Regions from separate parts of the Mus musculus genome. Here regions 2, 3, 4 and 5 are each linked to region 1. A link is a contact called in public ChIA-PET, Hi-C and HiChIP or PLAC-seq data. All regions are on one chromosome and are shown on one strand. The core of a region is the stretch at or near the end of the contact, and the rest is flanking DNA. Distances in the headings are between cores, read along the strand shown.

Evidence for each region. Hi-C and Micro-C count contacts between places; a contact is called where the count stands out from the background. ChIA-PET counts read pairs in DNA pulled down with a chosen protein or histone mark. HiChIP or PLAC-seq counts read pairs in DNA pulled down with a chosen protein or histone mark.
Region 2: a contact with region 1 is called in an H3K4me3 HiChIP or PLAC-seq map of bone marrow-derived macrophages, with 5 times the contacts expected there. The contact joins the enhancer-like site here to the promoter of Rb1cc1 in region 1. A contact is called at or near these places in 2 of 39 promoter capture datasets (liver and pre-B cells), 1 of 484 Hi-C or Micro-C datasets (bone marrow-derived macrophages), 3 of 115 datasets of contacts at active chromatin or transcription factors (bone marrow-derived dendritic cells and bone marrow-derived macrophages) and 1 of 9 other capture datasets (adipose tissue).
Region 3: a contact with region 1 is called in an H3K4me3 HiChIP or PLAC-seq map of pro-B cells, with 3 times the contacts expected there. The contact joins the enhancer-like site here to the promoter of Rb1cc1 in region 1. A contact is called at or near these places in 1 of 39 promoter capture datasets (the C10 cell line) and 5 of 115 datasets of contacts at active chromatin or transcription factors (bone marrow-derived dendritic cells, bone marrow-derived macrophages, embryonic stem cells and 2 more).
Region 4: a Hi-C map of B cells shows a contact between it and region 1, with 9 read pairs. The contact joins the enhancer-like site here to the promoter of Rb1cc1 in region 1. A contact is called at or near these places in 4 of 39 promoter capture datasets (the C10 cell line, cranial neural crest, liver and 1 more), 1 of 484 Hi-C or Micro-C datasets (B cells), 4 of 115 datasets of contacts at active chromatin or transcription factors (bone marrow-derived dendritic cells, bone marrow-derived macrophages, embryonic stem cells and 1 more) and 2 of 9 other capture datasets (adipose tissue and pancreatic islet).
Region 5: a contact with region 1 is called in an RNA polymerase II ChIA-PET map of memory CD8 T cells, with 16 read pairs. The contact joins the enhancer-like site here to the promoter of Rb1cc1 in region 1. A contact is called at or near these places in 4 of 39 promoter capture datasets (cranial neural crest, hippocampal neurons, liver and 1 more), 6 of 115 datasets of contacts at active chromatin or transcription factors (bone marrow-derived dendritic cells, bone marrow-derived macrophages, embryonic stem cells and 2 more) and 2 of 9 other capture datasets (adipose tissue and pancreatic islet).

Annotation. Positions count from the first base shown.
Region 1 is chr1:6,213,329-6,216,028 of GRCm38.p6, forward strand. Rb1cc1 (RB1-inducible coiled-coil 1) reads left to right here and starts at 1,334. Exons shown (of 24, transcript NM_009826.4): 1 at 1,334-1,629. 4732440D04Rik (a long non-coding RNA gene) reads right to left here. Exons shown (of 2, transcript XR_001778783.2): 2 at 1-2,072.
Region 2 is chr1:7,112,814-7,115,513 of GRCm38.p6, forward strand. All of the region lies in intron 1 of Pcmtd1 (protein-L-isoaspartate (D-aspartate) O-methyltransferase domain containing 1), which reads left to right. Among named protein-coding and RNA genes, the nearest start is that of Pcmtd1, 25 kb to the left of the region's middle. Within about 2 kb of position 1,263, at least 26 of the 459 cell types and tissues checked have an H3K27ac peak or open chromatin away from gene starts, as enhancers often do. A contact at or near this core is called in bone marrow-derived macrophages, where this site is marked.
Region 3 is chr1:6,857,193-6,859,892 of GRCm38.p6, forward strand. It overlaps St18 (suppression of tumorigenicity 18), which reads left to right. Exons shown (of 22, transcript NM_173868.2): 21 at 108-251; 22 at 1,268-2,700. The coding sequence ends at 1,408. Among named protein-coding and RNA genes, the nearest start is that of St18, 130 kb to the left of the region's middle. Within about 2 kb of position 1,374, at least 3 of the 459 cell types and tissues checked have an H3K27ac peak or open chromatin away from gene starts, as enhancers often do. A contact at or near this core is called in pro-B cells, where this site is marked.
Region 4 is chr1:7,162,668-7,165,367 of GRCm38.p6, forward strand. It overlaps Pcmtd1 (protein-L-isoaspartate (D-aspartate) O-methyltransferase domain containing 1), which reads left to right. Exons shown (of 6, transcript NM_183028.3): 5 at 581-704. Among named protein-coding and RNA genes, the nearest start is that of Pcmtd1, 75 kb to the left of the region's middle. Within about 2 kb of position 1,279, at least 18 of the 459 cell types and tissues checked have an H3K27ac peak or open chromatin away from gene starts, as enhancers often do. A contact at or near this core is called in B cells, where this site is marked.
Region 5 is chr1:7,145,925-7,148,624 of GRCm38.p6, forward strand. It overlaps Pcmtd1 (protein-L-isoaspartate (D-aspartate) O-methyltransferase domain containing 1), which reads left to right. Exons shown (of 6, transcript NM_183028.3): 3 at 1,713-1,815. Among named protein-coding and RNA genes, the nearest start is that of Pcmtd1, 58 kb to the left of the region's middle. Within about 2 kb of position 1,302, at least 23 of the 459 cell types and tissues checked have an H3K27ac peak or open chromatin away from gene starts, as enhancers often do. A contact at or near this core is called in memory CD8 T cells, where this site is marked.

The DNA of each region.
Region 1 (2,700 bases), core at 84-2,583:
TCCTCCCACGACGTCAGTCCTAGGATGAAACTCAGGTTGTCAGTTTTGGTAGTCAGTAGATCTCCTTACCCTCTGGGCCATCTCACCGGCCCTGATTTTCCTTTTTCTGTGTAGCCTTGGCTCCCTGAAGCTCATTCTGTAGAGCAGGCCTCAGCTTCTGAGAGAAGGGATTAAAGGTATGTGCACCACCCGGCCAGCTTTGATCTTCATTGTTCTAGCTAGACTGCAATATAGCTTACATTTGTTAATATACTAACAATTTTTCTTCTCTTTAGTCTTGCCAATTCACTACTTCCCCTGGTGCACAAAAATTGAGTGCTTGTTCTTTTTCCATTTTTGCTTTATTTGCTGGTGTAATGTACTAAAATTCCAGTTTAAAAAATACTCAATATGTATAACAGTGTGCATACAAGATTTTTCTGGGATATGGCAGAAGTGCAAAGTTAAAAACAAAGTGAGATAAGCAACAAGCTCCTTTCTAAACAACTCTTAAAACACAACTACTGTTTTTCCAGTGTCTATCACAATAAAGAACTGCAGATCTCAATCAGTTTAATACCCCTTATGTCTCATTTTGTCGGGAACCGCTAACTGTTGGCTTAGAGAGACCATTCCTAAACTTTTACCTCTATCAGATATTCCTGGGAATAGTAATTTAATACGTGTTTACGTCACATAATTGATGAGCCTGCTTGTAACAAACATCTTCTCATCAAACTCAAGTTTTGTAGTTTCAAGTCCTTGCCTAAGCCCGAATACAAATGTAATGTTCTCATAAGCTGACATTCTCTTCTCTAATCTTGATGCTGTTGACCTATTATCGACCTCAGTATTGTTCGGTCGTGCCGCTTACAGTACAGTCCACTTTGCTTCGGTTCCTCTTCTGGACGTGCTCTTTACTTACCTGGTCTGACTCTGGGCCGCCCCACCCTTGCAAAGATGCCAGGCATACTTTCCGAGTAGCCTGCCATTCTGGCAGTCCCGGTACGAGTGGCCCAGGTGACAGTCGGCTGATTTCGGGGCAGCAGATGAGGGCCCCAGATCTGTGCTGGTGCTCACTCGTCAGCCTCCGGTTCCCCTGTTGGGGCTGCCCCAGGTTTGGCGAGGTCGGTCTGCCGCGGCCAGAAGGTCACGCTCACCTTGGGGCCGTCCAAGGCAAGCACCGAAATACCTTCCAGGGTCAGGGAAGGACAGACAAGTTGCCAGCCAGGGACTACGCTCGCCGACCGAGCCGCGCCCGTCCGGCCAGCCCAGCGACTTCCGGATCTGCGCAGACACCTGAGTCACCCCTCCCCCGGCTGGCTGTTTCCCGGCGTGCTCTGCGGCGGAAAGGCCGAGTCGACAATAACAAACCCCACGGCGGCCGCGACCCAGCCCTGCCAAGCTCTCAGTGCCTCGGCCGGCGGACTCGGGTCCCCGCGCGGAGCCGAGGGGCCGGAGCAGCGGCTGCGCCCGACTCCCATCCTTCCGGGCCTCGCCGGGTACTCGGCGGCTGGGCGCCGACGGTTGTGTCGGTTGGCGGCGCCGCAGGGGCGGTTGATAGCCGCCGCCGAGGCCAGGGCGGCGGCAGAAGATGGTGCGGAGGGCCGCCGGCTGTGTTGCTGCCGCGGGCGGAGGAGGCGCTGCCGGGTAAGTGCCGCCCCTGCTCCCATCTGGCGGCGGGCTTGGCCCGGCCGCTCAGCACCTGACGGGTTCGCCGGAGCGTCTGGCGGCGCCGGCTCGGAGGGTCGCCGCGGCAGTCCTACGGGGACCCTGAGGCCCGCTGGCCGCTGACAGGATCGCGGGAGCGGCAGGACGCCGGTGCTCACCCGAGGCCTGAATCGCGGCCTCCGTCTCCAGGGCTCGGTGCACTGGAGTGTCGGGCTCGGGAAACCGGAGAGGGTTTGGGCCAGGGCCGGAGTGCCCTGACGGGAGGAACCTAGAGGTGATGCCTTTGTCCCGACCCCGGAGTGCAAGCATCGGTGTAAAGTTACTCCTTGGAATGACTCAGCCTCGCTCGCCCCGCAGATGGATTTGGGGTGGGGGCTTATGGGAGTACCAAAACTTGGTACAAATGACAGCTTTCGAACGTGCTGTCAGTACTTTCTCTACAGAGTGGTGGATGTGCTATGGTGACTGTTTATGGTTTCGTAATCCTGTCCCTTCCGTCATGAGTCTTTAAAATGTGATCATTCCATGAACTGGTACATAGGACTGATGCCACGGAACACTCGTGGACTCACTTATTGATAGAGTCCCTGCAAGACATTCAGTTGGGTGCGGATGTTGACAAGTCTATTATGAGCGTTAAAATTTATACATTTTGCTAACCATTTTCTGTAAAGAATTGGTGAGACTTACTTATCTGAGGGTTTGCAAAGCTAGCAAGCAGTTTAGAAGCAGCCTAAAAATGAACCAATCTGTGTTCCTAGTCAAATGTTGGTACTGTATTTCAGTAGGTGGTTTTTCTTTTTGGGGGAGGGGATCTATAAATGGACTTGTTATGTGTGAAATATTTTATTTAGTCTTATTACCAAATACAACGCAAATCATCGCTTTCCAATTAAGTTTTTGTTATGTTTTTTAGCATTTATATCTGTTTTAAACGTTAGCCAAGGCTTAGAAGGTAGCTGCTATATTCATCTCAACATTCCAGGAGGCTGAGACAGAAAGATGGCTTTAAGTTATTTGAGTTACTCAGTAAGTTAAGGTGGTCTTGGG
Region 2 (2,700 bases), core at 13-2,512, 900 kb after region 1:
GGTTGCTGGGAATTGAATTCAGGACCTCTGGAAGAGCAGCCAGTGTTCTTAACGGTTAGCTGAGCTATCTCTGCAGCTCTGATTCTACTTTCTTTATACCAGCTCCCACACTGCTAACAAAGTAGGTAAAAAGAGGCCCCTGAAGAGCAATCTGTTATAATGCCTCATGCTGCAACAGGAGGGCAGCTCCCAGCCAACTGGAGTCAGCCTGAGTGACTTGCTCCTGCAGTCAGAGGAAGGGTGCTTGTACTGCTTACTGCAAACTTCACGTGCAAATGAGGCTTTGTGTTCCTATTTTCAGCAGCAGTGGTATTAACCCTTTTGCTAGGTCATCAGGAGAAGTGCTTTCACTCAGGCCTACATAGGAGCGGGTGTAAGATTCTAGAGTTCTGCAAGGTTTATGTTAGCACAAAGTCTAGCATAAGCTGTTTGAAACAGTGCTGGCTTGAGGTTGCATATCCAAGAGCTCTAGTAGTATTTTGTATGGTGTGGTGGCTAGAGTGAGAGTGGCCTCTATAGGTTCCTATGTTAGAAGAATTCTGGGTTCTCCGTGAATGGAATGGTTGGGAATGATTAGGAGGAGGTGTGTCACTGAGAGTAGGTTTTGAGGTTTCAAAAGCCTATGCCAGGCCCAGTCTGTCTCTGTCTGTGTCTCCACCCCCACAACCCCCTTATATATTCAGTGCTTCAGTACTATGCTTGCCTGCTGTTCTGCTCCTTGCCTGGATGTTCATGGACTAACTTTTTGAAACTGTAAACAAGCACCCAATTAAATGCTTTATTTTATAAATTGCCTTGGTTATGTTATCTCCTCATAGCAGTAGAAGAGTAAGACATACAGCTTTCTAAAGGCACACATGATGTGTTCAGATAGTTTGTGTTGGCATGAAGGTAACAACCCATCAGATTGATTGATAGTCTTCTTGTTCAAGCAGCCAGTAGCTACCAGTTAGAGTCTGATTGTTCCATGCCCCAGAGTCTTTGCATATTTACCGACAAGTGAACACCAGGAATACTTTGAATAAAAACAGAATTTAATATTGGCATGAATAGTAATTGTGCTTACTATTACAGGTGCTTACCACCTGTTTAATGTCCCAGGGAGAGGTGGTTTTCCCTCACCTACTAGTTTCATATAGGGGTAAATCTATTTATAGTGTTATTGGAGTTAAGCTTAGTGTGTGTGCTGTTACAGTGCAAGAAGCCAGGGTTGACCAAGATCCTTAATAGGCCAATTAAGAGCCAAGTTAATAGTGAAAAACAGGAAGAGAGGATTTGTTCAGTATAGCCACAGAGGGAAGAGGGACATTGCGATCCAGTGACTTCCTATGTAGTCTGTCTTCATGTCTTAACATGTGGGTAAAGTTTAAACACCATCATTAAGCAGTGTGGTTCATTTGAGATCAACTCCCCCATCCTGCCTCTGCCTACTCAAGTGCAGGGACCTGGGCCACTAGATATTTCTTCCCTTATGGGGATCCTGAGTCATCCAGGGGATTTGAAAGAGGAATTTCTGTATGCTGGCCCAGAAGAGCTCTGACCTTAAGCGTTATCTCACCCCTTTTGTCCTCTTCTTACCTCTTTCAGTTTTTTTTTTTATATGTATTTATTTATTATATGTAAGTACACTGTAGCTGTCTTCAGACACTCCAGAAGAGAGCATCAGATTTCGTTACAGATGGTTGTGAGCCACCATGTGGTTGCTGGGATTTGAACTCAGGATCTTTGGAAGAGCAGTCAGCGCTCTTAACCGCTGAGCCATGTCACCAGCCCCCACCCCCCCGCCCCCTTTCAGTTTTGAGGGAAGATCTCCTATAGTCCAGGATGGCCTTGATCTTACTGTGTAATCAGAGATGATTGTAGCTTCTGACTCAATTCTGTTCTCCATATGTTGGAATTACAGGTGTATACTACCATTCCTGGCTCCTTTTAAAGATAAGATCGCCCATTTTCACCTTCAATTTAATCAGTAGTCCAGGGTAGCCCAAGCGAATCCAATTTTAATCATGTGCTTCATCCCCTTTAGTAACATGGTTTACGGCCTGCACCGGGTTCTAATTTTTTCAGTTTGTTTGTTTCACCTTCCCTCCTTGCCTGCCTGCCTGCCTGCCTTCCTTCCTTTCTTCCTTCGACAGTTTCTTTGTGTATCCTGGCTGTCCTGGAAATCACTTTGTCGCTACTACAGGCTGGCCTCAAACTCGAAAGATCTACCTGAGCCAGGCAGTGGTGGCACACGCCTTTAATCCCAGCACTTGGGAGGCAGAGGCAGGCGGATTTCTGAGTTCGAGGCCAGCCTGTTCTACAGAGTGAGTTCCTGGATAGCCAGGGCTATACAGAGAAACCCTGTCTCGAAAAACCAAAAAAAAAAAAAAAAAAGAGAGATCCACCTGCCTTTGCCTCCTGGACATTACTGCTGGACACGTGCCACTACCACCTGGCTTCAATTTCAATTTTTGAAGAACCTGAAAAAAATTCTTCTTGAGTTCTTTGTGGGTTGTTTGGGAACATTTAATGTTTCATTTCAAGTACTTGTGAATATTCCAGAATTTCTCTTGCCAACAGAGTTTGCATTTACTCCATTATGCTAAAAACATACTTCATATGACTTTTCTGATCCTCATGAGTACTAGCATTACAGGCATGCACCAACATGTCTGGCTATTTGTTCTCTTTTAGTTACTAACTGCTTGGAGTATTTTT
Region 3 (2,700 bases), core at 124-2,623, 640 kb after region 1:
GTTTGGGATGGAGGCATCCCTTGGCACTTACATCTAGCTTCAGGTTTCCCCCAGAGACCTTTTAAAGGCCTCTAACTCTGCTTCTTATGTCATTACCTCTGCTGTAGATAACATCTATGGAGAGCAACTTGAAGACCATAGAGGAGGAGAACAAGCTTATAGAACAGAGCAATGAGAGTCTGCTGAAGGAGCTGGCAGGGCTTAGCCAGGCTCTCATCTCCAGCCTTGCTGACATCCAACTTCCACAGATGGTAAGACCAAGAGCAAGGCTCTGCTACCCCATCATCTACCTCAATGTCTTTGTTCCATTACCCTGTGGCTGAACTATTGACAGTCACCTACCCCTGATTCATTTTCATGCTTAATGCTTTCGCAATCTAAGAACACGGTAGATATGCATATTCAGATAATTCAAGGCCAGTGGCATTCCAAAAGGCCAGGACTCTTTAAGGATGAAGGTTTACTTAAAGCTATCTTATAAAGTTATTTGAAAGCTGGATGCCAGAGCTCACTCACTGTAAATATGTTTTCAAACAGTTGATTCTATACATCCCTCAGCATCATCTACTCAACTCATGAACTATAACACTCCCAATAATCTCATTGTAATATTCAACTTCTTTTCATGGAACATAGAATGCATGTGTGTGACCAAGGCATCCGTATTCCTATTCCTATCCCTTATCTCTTATCCCTTACCCCTTATTCATAAGTATGCAACTATTTAGAATTCACAAAAAGTTTATTCTACATTTTCACAAATGTAAATCAGTCTTTGGAGTTGGAGATGCATTGCTGGGAGCTATATTGGTGATGCTGTTAATTTCCTCAGCTCAGTACAATCCCTGCCATTCCAACATAGGACTGTTAAAGAACCACTTGGCAAAAGCTTCATCCTCCTAGCATACTTTCCACAGACAGCTGGTTTTATACTGAAAAGTGCAAATGAGACCCAGACTCTTCCCAAGAAAAGACATATAGTTTGGACACCTCTAGCTCAGCATTTATTATGTGGTTCCAGATTGATCCCCAATACTATTCAATTGCATTCCATTAATGCCATGAGTTAAGAGTATACAGATAGTACACACACACACACACACACACACACACACACACACACACATTTTCTGTCCTATCCCAAACTGCCACAGTCCTATAAACCCTTCTTTTCCTACTTATATAAGTTGGCAACATTTGTCACTATCTCCTGATCTTCCTTGGGGCAGCTGAACCTCTGTGATTGGTTTCCTTGTGTCTCCATCAGGGGCCTATCAATGAGCAGAATTTTGAAGCATATGTAAATACTCTCACAGACATGTACAGCAATCTGGAACAGGACTATTCCCCAGAATGCAAAGCTCTACTGGAAAGCATCAAGCAGGCGGTGAAGGGCATCCATGTGTAGAACGACAGTATGCAGGAAACAGAGGTCACTACGGCCATGAACTCCCACAAATCTGCAGGGGCCTAATACCCCTGGAGCCCAGAGGCTGTCCCTGTGTTTATAATTGCAACATTGCACTAATTTTTCCCCAGCTGACATAAAAAGGAAAGAAAAACTATGATAAACTCTTTGGATTAAAAGCAATGCAGTCAATTATTAAACTCGTTTATTTTCATATCTTTTTCTTTTCTTTCTTCATTGCACTCTTTATTTTGTAAAGTATATGTAAAAATAAATGTGACATTTTATATTTTATTTATTACTAATCAAAGAGTTTTTTATCTTTTAACTGCATTTTGAAGTCTACTATATTTTTACAGGTGTGTTTATTAATTTATCTTCTAATAGGATTTAAATAGAAATGCTGTTCTCAAATCACATATCTTTCTGGATTTAAATGAGAAAAACAAAACAAAAGAAATGTATGAAGGAAATCCTGATGTCAGGACTACACTGTGGTCAAGCTTGGTTTCTACTGTGCACTTCCATTTCTCCTTTACTGGTTTTGTTTTTATAAATGGCTTTTGGTAATGTGAGCTGTGAAGGATTATGAAGATAAATGGCGCCCACTAGTGGGAAATCCACACTCACAAAAGCACAGGATGTTAGCAAACAGCGCACTCAGAACTTGATAGCAATAATTAAATAAAATAGTCAGCATAGTATTCCACATGGCTGCAGAGATTTAATTAATATGAATTATTTATTTAGACTGCTTAAAGCATACATTTTAAGTGAATCAGATTTGTCTTCTTGTTTTTCAAGTCATATTGGCTAGTTGGCAACCCTTTCCCAAAATGAGAAATAAGCTTTGATGGGACCAGCTTGGCTTTTCCTGCTACACGTTAGTACAATATACAAGTGACAATGTTGGTGTAGATTTGTACTTACAACTACAGACACATCCAAATGGAAATTGTGTAGATACCGTATCCCCTGAAATAGCATTTATCTTACTGGGTTGACTGGAATAGAATGCAAAACAGAAGGCCTGAAAAAAAAAATGCTATTCCAAGCTAAGTGGTTACCTTGAATATTGGCAGCATTGGTCTTTGCTTCCCTAATAAATAAGGCAGTTTCAATTTGATAAAACTCTTGAACTTCAAGTGACACAAAGGATGTTACACACACACACATACATGTACACACATGCACATACACACACATACAGACACATGCACACACACACACACACACACAACAGCACAGTCTACACACATATATGCACTCACACTCATCCACACGTGAAATTC
Region 4 (2,700 bases), core at 29-2,528, 950 kb after region 1:
CATCATCTATCAATACATACCTCAGCTGTGGGTGGGGCCTTATGAGGCCTTCCTGGATGGAAATGCTGAAATTTTGATCATAAACTGCTATGTGCCCATGGGTGCCATGGTCTTGTCATGTTGAGAAAACACCATTTTGTAGTAATGCTGTATGATCTCTGACTCTTACAGTTTTTCTGTCCTCTTTTGGGGGGGATGTTCCCTGAGCATTGAGAAGGTGTGATGTAGATGTCCTGTTTATGGCTGAGTACTCCACAAACACTTACTCTCTGGAGTTTGACAAATTGTGAGTCTCCAATAAGGACTGAGTAACATCAGTCATGATGGAGAGTTGATTACTATTTAGTCTGTTTAGTCAGACAATAGTAGTAGGTTCTCCCCTGGGTTCTGTAAGCTCAGACTTAAAGTAGCAGGCATGCATTTCCTGTGGAGTACATGGTAGATTTCTTGTGTTATAATACATAATTGAGTAGAAATATCTTGGTTGCATTTAAATGTTAACTTCTCATTAACAATTATTCTTGTAAAAATTTGACATTAAAGTAATTGAATTGCTTCTTTCTTGTTTCACTCCAAATAGTTGACACAGATTATGCGGACTGGACAAAACACTTGGGAAAGTAAAAATATCCTTGCGGTTTCCTTTGCACCACTAGTACAGCCTAGTAAGAATGATAATGGCACACCGGACTCTGTGGGGCTCCGTAAGTAGATATTTGAACCCAGAATGAGTTGTCACTGATGGCATTTAGTAGATCATATATATGATTATAACAAATTGAATATGGCAATAATGCAATGAGTAGGTTGATTATTCTTAATTTAGAAAAAAAGTCAAGTCTTTATGTAGTATGGGGCGCTGTATCTTCCTTCAAGAAACTTAGAGAATCGGATCATACCAACTGTAAACTTACTAGTTTGTAATGTAGTAGGAAGTAACTGTGGTGTTATAGAGTACACTTAGATCCAGCACAATTCAGACACCAAGTCAATACAGAAAACAACATTTTATTCTAATCAGCTCCTACTGATCAATCAGGGGTGTCGAGACTTGTGAGATGAACTGCAATTCCCACCCCAGCCCCTCAGCCAGAATGTTACAGAACTTTTAAGCCTGAAAACCACAAACATCTGTGCCAAGTTACAGTTACATTTTTCTACCAATCAAAATTCAGGGAAAAGAAACTTTCCTAGGGACATTTCCCTATGTGGTACACTTACCCTGTAGTCATTGGTTGGTTTATTCAACTGTGGCAGGGCAACTTGCTTAGCACTCATGTCTCAACCTGCCCTCCAGGATGTCAGTTACCCACATACATGTCTCTTTCTCTACCAAACAGGATGTCAGTTACCTAGGGAGGTTTGGGAACTTAGAGTTTATTTGACCCCTATTCAAAATGGAAAGCTCTCTCAAAATGACTTCAGTTTGATTCCTCCTCATAGTAGAAGAGCATCTAGGCTAAGGGTAGCAGGAAGGAAGGCTTGTCTGCTACTGCTCCATGGTCGGAATTACAATGAGAATGCTGTCAGAGACCCTACTTGGCCAAGTGTTTATGGCAGTGTCATTTATCTCTTCTCTTCTCTTCTCTTCTCTTCTCTTCTCTTCTCTTCTCTTCTCTTCTCTTCTCTTCTCTTCTCTTCTCTTCTCTTCTCTTCTCTTCTCTTCTCGAGTCAGGGTCTCCTGTTCACTGTAAAGCCAAGGATGGCCTTGCACTCATATTCTTCATGCCTCTACCTTCTGAGTGCTGAAGTGCAAGTCCACTACATTGAGTGGCAGCATCTTTCCAAGATAGTGACTATAGAAGGTGTTAGGCTCATGAAGAACATGAGGAGTTCAAGATCAGGAGCATGTTTGGTGCCTGTGGAGGATGGATCATCACCTGGACAGTGGACTAGTTATTGTGAGGATAGCTTATGTGGGTGTGGATAGAATTGCTTGAAGGCAGAAAAATACCACAATGTGAGGAATGTGGGTGGAGGAAGAGGAATTGGTTTTCCCTTTAATGACTAGCTGAGTATGTTTGTGTTACATTATTTGGAAGGAGGGGAAGAGAGTGTGGACATTTTCTTTGGGGTATGTTTGAGGTGCCTACGAGTTTTTAAGTGTCAGGAAGCCTTTCGGTCCAAAACCTACTAAACAACTGAAATATCAGTACCGAATCTTCACTGTCAAAGACGGTGTCTGAAGCAGTGCTTGGACAACAAATAGATTAAATTATCCAAGGAAAGTAGAGATAAGAGGTAGGGAAGAGGGATTTGAGTTGGACCTGTTACCCACAAATTCAAGATAAAACAGTGAGACTCCTTAGTAAAGATGGGACCTAAGTATATGAGATGTCGGAGACCAACAAAAAGAGTCTCAAGGAGCGTGTGGTAGGCATTTCACCTGATCCTTGAGAAAGAAAGGGAAACTACCGTTAACTAGCTTTGAATATATCATAGTTTTGTTAACCATTAAATAAAGCTTTACTACAGATGAACCTCTCATTTAATTTGCTTTTATTTCATAGGAATTTGGATTTATACAGAAAACCCATTTTATTCTTAGTACTTGTTTGATTTTCTTTTTTTGTTTTGTCTTTTTGGTTTTTTTGTTTTTTTTTTTTAAATTTTATTTTTAACCATCTGACATTGGAACTAAAATGCTTTGCCTAGTATGTGACCTGTAATAATGGTTAGTAAAAAGCAGGTGGGAGTCTT
Region 5 (2,700 bases), core at 52-2,551, 930 kb after region 1:
CTATTCACCAGCTTCAAGTATAGGTGACTGTCTACAGTGCAGCTTTAACTCGAACAAGCTTTAAACCAAATACTTTCATTATTATTTTGTTATACTTTATTACATATTTTTTATATTATTATTTTATTAAGAGGTTGAACAAATCTTTTACTGTCTAGAATATATGTCGGTCATATTTATTACCCCCTCACCTGTCTGACTTCCTTCCGAGCACTTTTAGGCTGAACTTCTCCCACATATATTAACTCCTTTGGAAACTAAAGTTTTAATCTAATTTTGGGAGGAGGGTTTGTTTTTTAAATGAATCTTCAATTTTCCGGTTTATAGTATTAGGAATATTAAGGAATGTTAAACCGAGGTTTCAGTTTTCAGATAAAAAGCTAACCAGTGTATCTGTAAGGAAACAGAAAGGAAGAGCTTGCATTGCCTCCCTTTGCTCACTTGTAAAAACAGTATTTCAGGTTAGTCGGACAGTGACTGCATAATGCAAATATCTAATAATTTTTTGTACTATTTGAATATCTAAATTTGCTCATTTGTAGTTGTTTTTATTTATTTTTTTTGTTTTTTGGTTTTTGTTTTTTTTTTTCGAGACAGGGTTTCTCTGTAGCCCTGGCTGTAATGGAACTCACTCTGTAGACCAGGCTGGCCTCGAACTCAGAAATTCGCCTGCCTCTGCCTCTGGAGTGCTGGGATTAAAGGCGTGTGCCACTACACCCGGCTGACTTTTTCTTAAAGTGGTTAATAAAGATAAGACTGATACTCAATGTATTGTGACAGACACTAGAGAACTCTTTCAGTTACAGATTCTGTAAGGGAAATTAGTGAACTCGGCAGGGTAGCACACATCTTTAATCCCAGCACTCCAGAGGCAGAAGCAGAAGACTCAGGGAAAGTTGGGGCTATATAGAGAAACTCTCTCTCCAAAACAAGAACAAGAAAACACAACCTTCATAGGAAGAAGCCATACAGATTACAGTAAAAGAATGTAGAGCACAAAACCTGTTGGGTTCCATTTTAGACGATGAAGAGAGCTTGATTGTCAACTGCAGTCATAAGCTCTCTCCCCCAGCCCTTTTCATGCGAGGTCTTTCAGCCATCATCTTGTGTAAAAAAAAGTATGGTGTGAAAAGCATGAAGTTGACTGGAACTCTTAACTGCACTTCTGAGAACCACGAGACTTTGAATAAAGTGAACCTGGTAAGGTAAAGACACCTCACTTGGGTATGGGCAATGCATATTTCCTCTTGCTATTCAGGAAGCTGGGGCAGGAAAACCACAAGTTAGCGACTAGCTTGGGCTACATGGTGATTTGAAGGCCAGTCTGAGTAAGCAAGTTAGTAAACAGAGGGCTGGAGGCGCAGAGGCTGACTAGGGCACAGTCTGGTTCTAATTTCAGAAGGACAAAGCAACAGCACTGCACCTTAAACTTGGGGCTATGTGATCATTTTGACCATAGCGACTTGCCCAAAATCCTGTCTTTGTATATGTGTAGGTTTTAGCTTTAATCCGTTTTTACATTTGTGCTCACTTCTTCCTTTTCATAGAAAATAGGTGCTGTAAACAGGTTTCCATTCCACTGTAAAATCCAGGTGGTAGCCGTTTGCATATTTCTTGCCCCTTTTTAATGCTGTTGATACATAATTGCACAGAAATTAGAGTTCTGGGGCATATCATTAGTATTTTTGTAAAAAATGCTTATATAATTACAGGTCCTTTTGGAATAAATCATGGGATTGAACTTCATTCAGATGTGGTGGAGTATGCCAAGGAAAAACTGGAGAGCTTCATCAAAAATAGTGATAGCTTTGATAAGTAAGTATTTATACCTGTAGTTTGGGTGTGAGACCAATTAATGAATATGTATAGTATGCCTATTCTTAAACAGTATCAGATCACTAATCCTGGCTAAGTGAATATAGTAGCGATCCCTGCTATACAGTAAGAAACACCATGTAATTTTTTATTAAATTATAGATAAATGTGTGATTACTGATCTTTTACTTATTAAATGTCAAACTTTTGGATAGAAAACAAGATGTTTGTGCTCACAGTACGTTTCTGTACCTGGTTTTGGCCTTTTGGTTGGTAGTTTAACAGTCTGTCTTCTGTTTGTCTATAATTTATATGCCAGCAGACAGAGGTCCTTCTTACTCCATAATAAATCTAGTAGAAATTACTGTATAAATACATTTGTATGTGTCATGTGGGGTTGTGTCTGGGAAATGTTTTATAGAATTGTTTACTTCTATCCAGGTTTCTTTTTTCCAAAATGTATTGCATAGGTGTTGATCCTTGACCCGCAGCAAAAGTGAAGATTTGGGCTATAATCACGTTGAAATTCTGCCTTGACAGTTTTGTGGAACAAGGGCTCTTTTGGTTGAATTTGAAATAACTCCTATGACTTGAAATAGCCTGCTGTATGTAGGGCTGTAGTGTAACTATTTCTGTAGAGCGCATGGTAGTTCCAATAGACAAAGCCTTTAAAGGGGCCAGAAGCATAGGCATACCACACAGTTACCATACAACAAGGTTTCAGTGTAGAACCTGACCCAGGCTCCAGGCGCGGCTTCTTAGCAGGGGCCTCTCACTTATCCCTAGCTCTGGCTCCAAATGCCAGGGGGAAAAACTGTAGGGGATCTGGGCCACTACCCAAGGTTTCATCTCAAGAGCACAAACATAGAGGAGAGTTCCAGAATG